Linked DNA regions of Mus musculus: region 1 is linked to region 2. A link is a contact called in public HiChIP or PLAC-seq data. All regions are on one chromosome and are shown on one strand. Each heading gives the region's core, a stretch centred on a gene start, on an enhancer-like site or on the middle of the called end of the contact. The rest is flanking DNA. Distances are from core to core; before and after follow the strand shown.

The links. HiChIP or PLAC-seq counts read pairs in DNA pulled down with a chosen protein or histone mark.
Region 1: an H3K4me3 HiChIP or PLAC-seq map of bone marrow-derived macrophages shows a contact between it and region 2, with 3 times the contacts expected there. The contact joins the enhancer-like site here to the promoter of Tfpt in region 2. A contact is called at or near these places in 5 of 39 promoter capture datasets (the C10 cell line, the HPC-7 cell line, embryonic stem cells and 2 more), 5 of 115 datasets of contacts at active chromatin or transcription factors (acute myeloid leukemia, bone marrow-derived macrophages, embryonic stem cells and 1 more) and 4 of 9 other capture datasets (embryonic stem cells, liver, macrophages and 1 more).

Annotation. Positions count from the first base shown.
Region 1 is chr7:3,937,705-3,943,284 of GRCm38.p6, forward strand. No RefSeq gene overlaps it. Among named protein-coding and RNA genes, the nearest start is that of Lilra6, 25 kb to the left of the region's middle. Within about 2 kb of position 2,352, at least 47 of the 459 cell types and tissues checked have an H3K27ac peak or open chromatin away from gene starts, as enhancers often do. A contact at or near this core is called in the HPC-7 cell line, acute myeloid leukemia and bone marrow-derived macrophages, where this site is marked.
Region 2 is chr7:3,628,453-3,633,876 of GRCm38.p6, forward strand. It overlaps Tfpt (TCF3 (E2A) fusion partner), which reads right to left and starts at 1,477. Exons shown (of 6, transcript NM_001290381.1): 1 at 1,100-1,477; 2 at 376-634. The coding sequence starts at 1,122. It overlaps Prpf31 (pre-mRNA processing factor 31), which reads left to right and starts at 1,533. Exons shown (of 14, transcript NM_027328.4): 1 at 1,533-1,604; 2 at 2,106-2,290; 3 at 2,393-2,453; 4 at 4,216-4,299; 5 at 4,852-4,949. The coding sequence starts at 2,114. Gm15927 (a long non-coding RNA gene) reads right to left here. Exons shown (of 6, transcript XR_003946711.1): 4 at 4,586-5,424; 5 at 3,746-4,043; 6 at 2,619-2,951.

The DNA of each region.
Region 1 (5,580 bases), core at 1,102-3,601, 310 kb after region 2:
AGGACAAGGGCAGAAAGAAACCACATTCTTGACCAAACTATCACAGGAACACTGTCTAGGCTACTTATTAGAATTCTTCTATATTGAACCTCGTTATATGGGCTCCTACAATCCTTAATATTCCCAGGTACCACTGTTGTCTTTTTTCTTCTGAGGATAGCTCATTCAACCTCACTTAAAATATTCAACTGCTATCTTAATTCAAAATCCCACACTCCAAATTCCATGTGATCAGACCAGTCACATTTCTGTTACCAACTTTTGTTGGTAACAACAAAACAGTGTTCAGTTACTGTGATGAGACACCATGACCACATCAGTACTTACAAAGGGAAGTATTAAATTGTTGTTAACTTACAGGTTCATAGTTTTAGCATTTTATCCTTATGACTAGAAGTATGGTGGCACTTAGGCAGACATGATAGCTGAGACTTCTATATCCATATCCAGAGGTAGCAGGAGGAGAAGCATGTGGTCTGGATTGGGTTTTTTGAACCCTCAAATATCATCTCCTCTCAGAGACACACTTGCTCCAACAAAGCCACACCTCCTGACTCCTCTTAAGTAGTACCACTTCCTGATAATCAAGCTTCAAATATATTAACCTGTGGAGCCATTTTTATTCAAACCACCAGACACTTCCAAGAGTTTTCATGGAGATAATTCATACAACTAATTAATTAATCAATCATTATAAACTAAATCTAAGCTACACAAATCTACCATCTCTAAGGTATACTTAAGCAGATCAATCTTCTTGAATGTTCAGAATGCAGAACACAGGGTAAAAGCATGGTGTTTATGTTCACATTGATATTAGGTTCTTGATCAGGATCTCTGTTATCAACTGTTCTCAGAAGTGCCATTATGTATGTATGTCTTCTTCCATGTTATTCCACATATCTTCTTCATCATGTTACAGGATGTCTGAGCTGTTCTTGGTGCATGCAGGATGGGCATCTAGTCACCATGGCTCACAGGAAAAATAGGGCCAATGAGTGGACAGTGCCAATCTCTGGACTCCTGTATATGTAATGATTGACGGAAAATATGGAAAAGATCCTGTCTCTCTTGGATTCCCTGTGCATAGCTTGGCATTAATCTATGCAGGTTGGACACTGCAAAGGAAAGCTGCATCAAGAGCTAAGGTTTATGTCTTTATTATGACACATGCTCAGCAGTTGTCAGTGAAGTGTCTTTTTCTAAAAACTCTAAATTAACCTGTTGTTGGGCAGAGTGCATATAATGTGTTCATAGAAAAGAAATTCATTGTTAAGTCACCCTGGCTTATTCTGAAGCATGTGAAGGCCAAGAAAGCTCCATATAGTCCCACAATCCGAAACTGTTCTAATCTGATATGACTCAAAGACCCCCGATGTAAGGTACACTTTCAGGGTCTCTCGGCAAAATGCAAGAAATGTGCTGATAATGTACCTGCAGATAATGTTAAATTAACCACCTTGTCTCCTTCTGCAATAAGACTAACCATAAGCAAACTTTCTTACTCATGTCCTAACCCCACCTCATGTTGCATTGGTAATAGCTTCACATTTCTTCTGATCTTGGGTTGTTCCTTGAGGCATGGAAAACCTTTTCTCCTGGTGACAGTCATTACTGCCTTGGGCCTGGACCAATTATCAGACATGCACTGACATCATAGAGGGTAACAAGGTATCATTATGATTCATGAATAGTGTCTCATTTCTTTATATTGTCTGAAGGCCAGAAATATCTGCAGAAAGGACCTGTTTCTCAACCAGTCACTTCTAAGTGATTATGAGTTAGGGTTTGTTCTACTTTCTCAGACCTTCCTCCTGCATATCCATTATTTCTTCAGCCTGTCCATTTACAAAGATTTTGAGTCCTTACCTTAAGTAGTCATCTTTCTTGTCTTAAAGATACTTTGGCAAAGATGAAGGTGATGCTGTACAGAGTTTGCAGAGCAGCTGACACACACTGAGCCCCGAATGCACTTCATGATGAGCCAAATCCTTTTTTCCAAAGCTCTCGCCAATTCGAGAATTGTTCGTTCCTTCCATTACTCATGCAAACATCACTAACCAAGGTCCTATTGTCACATCTATTTATTCCTTTCTGGAGACTGACTGATGTAGTTCACCAAGTAGTTCCTTCCTGGGACTGAAAAACACATATTTACACAGGTGCCAAGGATGGTTAAAATAACTTCAGGTTTCTGCACTTCAGGGAGCTATATGGAAAGGAAAGTTAAGCCTCTCTCATAATGGTAAACAAGTAAATTTTGGATTGAGGTTGTATTGAAGACAGGTATGGTCAAGATCAGAACAGAGGGCAGTACACAGTTAGGATTGCTTACTCATCAAGGAGCATGAGTAATTCTGAGAATTGAAACTTTTACAGAGAATTTTGGTACCATCTTAGTCTTACACATTAAGTAAGATCTGTGGTTTCACCTCAAAATAAAGGGTAATCTTTAGGCAAAGGAATATTTGACCTTGTTACTGTTCTAGGGAATCAAATGATATGTAGGGACGATGGTATAAGTAACAAATTGATAATAATCAGTAAATCTCTAGTAGTAATATGAACCCAACCTATGTGCCCATCTATGTAGTTAGTTGTGTATGTGAGTTTCAGCTGCCCCCTAGTGTGGAACTGATCTAATGAATATATACTAATTTAGTGGGTCTAGACAAGAATGCTTCTCTGCCCAACTAAATATGCAGTCTACAATGGTGCTTTCTAGTTCCTCATTGTACCTGTAAAGCAAATATAAGAGTCACAGGTATTTTAGCAACTGAAGCACTACCTCTCACTTTCTTTGTCACTGTCTGTTTTCTCTGCCCCCACCCCCGTGTGTGTGTGCATGCATGTTTTGTAGAAGCAACTTGCGTGCTGTTAGCTTGGGGAGAGATAGACTCTATTGACTATTAACACATGGAATGGATTCTATGTAATTCTACGAGAAGAAAGTCATGAATGAAGGATTCAGCATGGAAGATGGTAGGGAGCAGAGTAGAGTATTAGAATATTGAGAGAGTTGAGTGGAATGGAATAACGATAGACAGGAGCATGTTGTGCTGCATAAGTTCGGTAATTTGATAGTATAGACAGATGGTTCATGGAGCCTGAACTGTGTTGATGCCAGGGGACAGTGACAGACACAGATCAGTTTGGGACTATTTGAAGTTAATCTTCAGATGAAGATGGAAGAATGGAGAATCTTAGGATGCTTCTTTAAGGCTGGAGATGATTGATGATCAAACATTGCTACCACTGGAAGACAGTCCCAGAACATGATCAAAGAGAGCTCTACAAGCCATAGGTGGTTCAAATGGGGGAGCTGAAGTATCTTCTGGCCGATAACTGGACTTTCGTTACTATAAGTTCCTTATTCCTCTGAGTTCCTCATTTCTGTGAAGAGAAGAAACTCCTACTTCTGTCTCTGTGGCTAAAACCCCACAAAGCATATCCTTCCTTGGTTCCTCTTGTCTCTGGGTGACAGTTTCTCTTGAGACACTGCAGATCTTTTCTCCATGTCATGGGTATTAATGTTCAGGAAGGGAAAGTCGTGGTTTTCTATATAAGATACATGAACAACATTGACCAGTGCTTAACCTCAAGAGGTAATTATCTTCCTACTGTCTTCAGGCCACAATGATGTTAATGACCATTCTTTGAGGGTTAGTGTAAGGATCACACACTAAGTGACATGGAAACTTTTAAATATATATTATAAGATTATAAGATATAAAGTGGAAGAGTATATTGATCTATAGGCATAGCCTCAAAATCTATCTCTCTTCACCCACTTCACAGAGATTAGTGAAGGGAACCAAGGGTGGAATTCTTGACGTAGCCACTACCATTCATATTATTCCAATATGTATCTCAGAAGATGGAAAGATCTCCCATGCTCATTGATTGGCAGGATCAATATAGTAAAAATGGCTATCTTGCCGAAAGTAATCTACAGATTCAATGCAATCCCCATCAAAATTCCAATTCAATTCTTCAACGAATTAGAAAGGGCAATTTGCAAATTCATCTGGAATAACAAAAAACCTAGGATAGCAAAAAGTCTTCTCAAGGATAAAAGAACCTCTGGTGGAATCACCATGCCTGACCTAAAGCTTTACTACAGAGCAATTGTGATAAAAACTGGTACTGGTACATCAACAGACAGGTAGATCAATGGAATAGAATTGAAGACCCAGAAATGAACCCACACACCTATGGTCACTTGATCTTTGACAAAGGAGCTAAAATCATCCAGTGAAAAAAGACAGCTTTTTTTTTTCCAGGCTGGCCTCAAACACAGAAATCCACCTGCCTCTGCCTCCCAAGTGCTAGGATTAAAGGCATGCTCTACCATGCCCAGCATGACAGCATTTTCAACAAATGGTGCTGGCACAACTGGCGGTTATCATGTAGAAGAATGCAAATTGATCCATACTTATCTCCTTGTACAAAGGTCACATCTATGTGGATCAAGGAACTCCACATAAAACCAGAGACACTGAAACATATAGAGGAGAAAGTGGGAGAAAGCCTTGAAGACATGGGTACAGGGGAAAATTTTCTGAATAGAACAGCAATGGCTTGTGCTGTAAGATCGAGAACTGACAAATGGGACCTCATAAAATTGCAAAGCTTCTGTAAGGCAAAAGACACTGTCAATAAGACAAAAAGGACACCAACAGATTGGGAAAGGATCTTTACCTATCCTAAATCAGATAGGGAACTAATATCCAATATATACAAATAACCCAAGAAGATGGACTCCAGAAAATCAAATAACCCTATTAAAAAATAGGGTACAGAGCTAAACAAAGAATTCTCAACTGAGGAATACTGAATGGCTGAGAAGCACCTAAAAAAATGTTCAACATCCTTAATCATCAGGGAAATGCAAATCAAAATAACCCTGAGATTCCACCTCACACCAGTCAGAATGGCTATGATAAAAAAGTCAGGTGACAGCAGATGCTGGCGAGGATGTGGAGAAAGAGGAACGCTCCTCCATTGTTGGTGGGATTGCAAGCTGGTACAACCACTCTGGAATTCATTTTTGATGTTCCTCAGAAAATTGGACATAGTACTACCTGTATGTCCTGCAATACCTCTCCTGGGCATATACCCAGATGATGTTCCAACTTGTAATAAGGACACATGCTCCACTATGTTCATAGTAGCCTAATTTATAATAGCCAGAAGCTGGAAAGAACCCAGATGTTCCTCAACAGAAGAATGGATACAGAAAATGTGGTACATTTACACTACTCAGCTATTAAAAACAATGAATTTTTGAAATTCTTAGGTAAATGGATGTATCTGGAGGATATCATCCTGAGTGAGGTAACCCAATCACAAAAGAACTCACTTGATATACACTCACTGATAAGTGGATATTAGCCCAGAAACTTAGCATACCCAAGATACAATTTGCAAAACACATGAAACTCAAGAAGAAGAAAGACCATAGTGTGGATACTTTGTTCCTTCTTAGAATGGGGAATAAAATACCCATGGAAGGAGTTACAGAGACAAAGATCAGAGCAGATCCTGAAGGGATGACCATCCAGAGACTGCCCCACTTGG
Region 2 (5,424 bases), core at 227-2,726:
GTCATCTCTCCATCTCTCTGCTTCCTGCCTATGGATGCAACATCACCAACTGTCTCATGCCCCTGACACTGTGTCTTCTCTGCCGCCACAGATCCTTAAACTCCAAGTCAATGTAAGCCTTTCCCCAAGTTGCTTTTCCCAGGTCACAACAAGAAAAGTAATGAATATAAATATTCTGGAAGAGACTACTTAGGGTGCCTGGCACAGACTTAGACCCACATGGATCTGTTCACTTGTTCAAGTACAAAAGGAAAGGGAAAAAGAAGGACATGAGGAGGAGGAGGAGGCGGTATGAGGAGGGGGTGGTGTTGGCATCGGCAGCGAGGCGGCAGTTCTGGCGAGAGGACCCCCAAATGGGAATCCACACTTACCTACCTGCTCGATCTCCCGGCAGCGCCGACCTAGTGCCTGGTACTTTCTACGATTTAGTTCCCGCTGGCGACGCCTTCGACCCCGGGCTGCCTCTTCCTCTTCATCTCGCTCCCGGAGTCCTGAATCACCCAGACCACCGGACACAAATTCCACTTCTGTCTCTAGCTCACTTTCTAGGATGTGGCCACCAAACAGGGGAGGCAGAGCCAGCTCTGAGCCTGGTGGCGCTGAGAACTCTTCAAAGCCCACGGCTGCCATGGTCCTGTAGGGCCAAGAAGTTTTAGGAGCCTATATTCTGGCTCTCCAAGTCCCTCCCAGGGGGACTTAGGTCCAGGCCCCAGCCTGGAGCCCAGATCCTAGCCCTCTCCTCCATCACACCCAGCAGCCCAGACTCTAGCCCTCCTCCCTCCTACCAAGAAGCCCAGACCCTAGCCCTTCTTGGTCACTGCCAGGGATCCAGGCCCCAGTCCTCGTCCCTAACAATGAGGAATCAGACCCTAGCCTCCTCCCTCAGACTTTGGAGCCCACACTCCAATCTCCTTGCTCTCAGATCCATAAGAACAGCAAATTCCAAATCTCCCCTACGATGCTCCAGTACTGCCTCCGGTTCTCCCACAGAGATTCGAAAAGAAAGCAACTGCACGAACTTCCCCATCGTCCCTGAGAGCACTACAGCCGATCGTTGCTGTTTTTGGAGTCCCCGTTTACACAAAGCTCAGCTACTCACCCCTCTCTCTGTTCCAACTCCATTTCTCTGGTCAAGAGACACCTCAAGCCTCAGAGAGGTGGAGTCTTGCGCAAAACTACCTCTCCCATCAGGCCTTGCGACACAGGAAAACTGGGAATTAAAGTTTCCTACTCTGCCTTCGTTTGCACCCGACTCCAAATTGCGGCTTGAAGCCTTCGGTTTATCCTCTAGCGCCTGCACCGATCGTCCACGTTGTCACCTTCTTTACTCCTGTCTTGTCGCAGTGTCGACTAGCCAAAGCGAATCTCTGTTTAGCAGGCTCAATCCACGGCGACGTACGACTTCCCCTAGCCCTAGAACCCAGCACTCCCGGTCGCCGTCCCGCGAGGCGGCTGCTAATAAAGTTGTTGTCCAAACGCTGCCGGAAATGTCGTAAACGGCCAATCAAAACACAGATTTATCGGCGGCAAGTAAACGTCATCAAAGAGAGCCGAAGCTCTGGGGAAGCAGATTTCTTGGAAACGATTGTGAGAGGATCGAAGCGGTGAGTGTGATGGAGAAGAAGGGATGGCCGGAAGCCAAGCTACTGGAGGAGAAAGTGTAGCGGGCGACTTAAATCATAGTATAAATAATAATATTAAACGTATGGAGCGCCTTAGAACTAATATTCAAGACGTGAGTGGATCACAGCATAACTTTAGGCTGAAATATGGCACGTGGGCCAGACGGGTGGAATGAAAGAACTGAAGGCAGGGTGAGGGAGCAAAGAGCCGGGTTAGGCAAAGATGAATAGTTGCTCAAAGACCCAGAGGTGTGGGGAAAAGTTGCCAGGTCAGGTGGTACCTGGAGGGATGTGCTGTGTTCTGTGTGGGTAGGAACAGGAGACAACCTCCGTGAACTAAGCAAGCTGTGGAGCCTGCGTGCGGCTACAGGAGCTGATGAAGAAGAAACTTAAGGGGATCCGGGAGAAGGTGCTCCTTCTGGTGATATGAGTGGACAGGGTCAAGATGCAGTATTAGGGAACCCCATTCTCCCTTTCCCATAGGCCTTGGGATGTCTCTGGCTGATGAGCTCTTGGCTGACCTCGAGGAGGCAGCAGAAGAAGAGGAAGGAGGAAGCTATGGAGAAGAGGAGGAGGAGCCAGCAATTGAGGATGTACAGGAGGAGACCCAGCTGGATCTTTCTGGAGATTCAGTCAAGAGCATTGCCAAGCTATGGGACAGCAAGATGGTGAGGTGGCACCCTTTAAGTCAGCGTTCCTAGGGAGGAGTGGCCGGAGAGCAGTTCTTTCTGAGAGGCCTAGTTTCTGACTGTGCTCTCCTTCCTCATCAGTTTGCTGAGATCATGATGAAGATTGAGGAGTATATCAGCAAGCAAGCCAACGTGTCGGAAGGTGCCTCCCACCCTCACTTTCCTCTGCCCATTCTGACTCCCCGACTCTCTTGCTCCTTATGGTTTTATCACCAAGTGTCTCCCTCCTCAGCTTTCCTCAGAGCATTCATTCTTCTTTTTTTTTTTAAATCCAGTTACTGACCCTCTGAAAACATACTGCATTGTACCCAGACATGATATGTGTTTATATCTCACCACTTAGGAGACTGAGGCAGCAGGTACATGAATGAGTTCAAGTCCAGTCTGGTCAGAGTCAGCCTGGGTAAAACCCTGTCTCAGAAATAGGTACATTCATGGAGTTGGAGAGATAGTTAAGAGTATCTGCTGCTCTTCCAGAGGTCTTGGGTTTAGTTCTTAGCATCCACATGGGTCATAACTATCTGTAACTCCAGTTCTTGGTGATCTGACATCTTCTGCTCTCCATGGGCATTATATATATATTATGCACATCAGGCAAAACGCATACATACATTTTTTTTAGAAGAAAGTGAGACAACACCTATGTTTAAAAAAAAGGAAGAAAGAAAAATAAACATGCATATTGTACTATAAAACTGATGTGTTTTCTAATTGTGAGAAGACTTGTCTCTGGGTTCTCTGAACTATAGGACCTTTTCCACATCCACAGACAGGGTGTGTACACATGTATGTACGTATATTTTTAAATATGGAGACAAGGTTTCACTCTGAAGTTCAGACTGGCCTAGAAGTTACTAGGTAGCCTATAGTGGCCTTGAACTCTCAGCAACCATCCTTTTTCAGCCTCCTGAGTGTGAGGCAGAAGCAACCATGCCCACTCTGTAGTCCCTACAGAAGGGACTGACTAACCCTGCATTGGGTCAGGGAAGAAGTGCCCCCTGTTGGAATTTGAGTACTTGTGCTAACCCTGGGGAAGGAACAAGGGCTGTTAATTCACTGAGTGATGGGAGTCTCCCAGCCAGCTTCTACAGGGATTCCAAGTGGCAGGCAGAGAAACTTCTTGTTCCGTAAAGCCAAAGAAAGTCACAGAACGTGACTGCCTGATGTCAAGTTTGATGAATCAGGTCTGCTCATGTCAGGTGTCTTAACTAGTGGGGGAAGTGGACACAAAGCCTGTCTAGCAGAGGTGGCCCAATTCATGCAGACTGTCACCCTTCTGGGGTGGAGGTGGGGGGTTGTTTAATGCCCTCAGAGTTTTAATGACCTAAAGGGACATGTGAGGCCACATTACTCAATACCAATTTAATTGTCTATGCATAAAGTGTGGTTTCTAGAAACAGACTTAAGGAATGTCCCAGGGAGATGGAGCAGTACCTGTGAAGGCAGGAGGAGTGAAATAGCCTTGAGTGCCCGGTGGCGGCTGGGAGGATGGAGCAGAAAAGCAGAAAGGATAATGCTGTAGAGCCAACGAGTCACCGGATCTCACTGAAGGGACTCCTGTGCTGTGTGCACCAAGGTTGCAGGTGTGGGGAACGTGGACCTCCATCTGTATGGGAGACCTTGAGTGCCAGTCTGAGGATCTTGCTCGCTAGCCTCAAGGCTTTGGGAAGCTATAGGAAGGTTTAATTTTGGAGCAAGATGAGGTCAAGACCAGATTGACCCAGAGGATAGACTGCAGGAGAAAGATGAGAAGCAGGAGTAAGGCTCCTGGAGAGGAATATAAGCCTCAGTGAATTCTTCAGCCCTTATGTAGCCCCCTCAGCCCCTCCTTTCTGATTCCATCCAGCCTCCACCTCAGTCCCCAGCTTCGTTCCTCCCCCATCCATATCCCTTCTTCTTTGTAGTGATGGGACCAGTGGAGGCAGCTCCTGAGTACCGAGTCATTGTGGATGCCAACAACCTGACTGTGGAGATAGAAAATGAGCTGAGTGAGTGATGGGAAGGGCTATGGAGACACCAGTATCCTGTGCTCTTCACTCTTTCGTTATGACCCAAAGGGAAGAACAGGCATGAACCTGGACCTCTTTTGTTTGCCTTTCTTGGGCAAAAATATTGCCCTGATTAGGTTCATCTTCTATAACAGAGTAACTAACATAAATTGTACTCTCCTCCATCATAAAAGTCTGAATAAGCAGGGCAGGTCTCGAGTCATCCTTTGACCCCCTTGAGCAGCCAGGCTTTGCCACCTCGTACGTGCTCCAGGATGATGCCCACCTCTGCATCCCTACCAGCAAATGTGGAGGGAAGATAGGCCATAGTTGTTTCCTTAAGGCCACGATCTGGAAGTTGAAAATTGTCACTTTCAGTTCATATTTTGTAGACTTTTGTAGAACAAACTCCCACCTGCACATAGCATTGGAGACAGCTAGGAAATTAGAATGATTTGGGGTTGGTTACTAGAGAGGTGGAAGTAGGTATTGGGGATAGCAGCAGAGTCTGCCTCCCCCTCAGTAGACACCTGTCCTTGATGTCCCATTTAGACATTATCCACAAGTTCATCCGGGATAAATACTCAAAGAGATTCCCTGAGCTAGAATCCTTGGTGCCCAATGCTCTGGATTACATCCGCACAGTCAAGGTGAGTGGAGAGAAGTCTGGCTTGGGAAGAACTGGGGCCACTAGACCATGAAACCTCAAGTCTAGAAATAATGGAGAGTCATGAATGGGGCTCAGTGGTGAGGGACAGATACTGGAATGGATGTGTCATGCACATCTCTTGCTTCCTTCCTCCCCTTGGTTTCATGGGAGGATAACCACTGACCTGGCCCTTACCTCTGGCTGCAGTTGGAGCAGGTGTCCTTTGAGCTGGCAGAGGCCACCGCTGAATAAGAGCTAAGACCCTGCGTGGGAACAAGCAAGGATGAAGTCAGAAGGGGCAGGGAGGGAAGCTTGGAGAGGTCAGAAAGGGCAGAGAACATTAGATGTGGAAGGTGTTGGCTTCTCTACAAGGGATTGGAGCGAGTGGAAGTGAAAGAGCAGGGGTCCTGCCTCTGTCCAGGAGATCAGGATGGTGGCACAGGAATTGTGTCTGTGGAATAAAGTGCGCTTTTGAC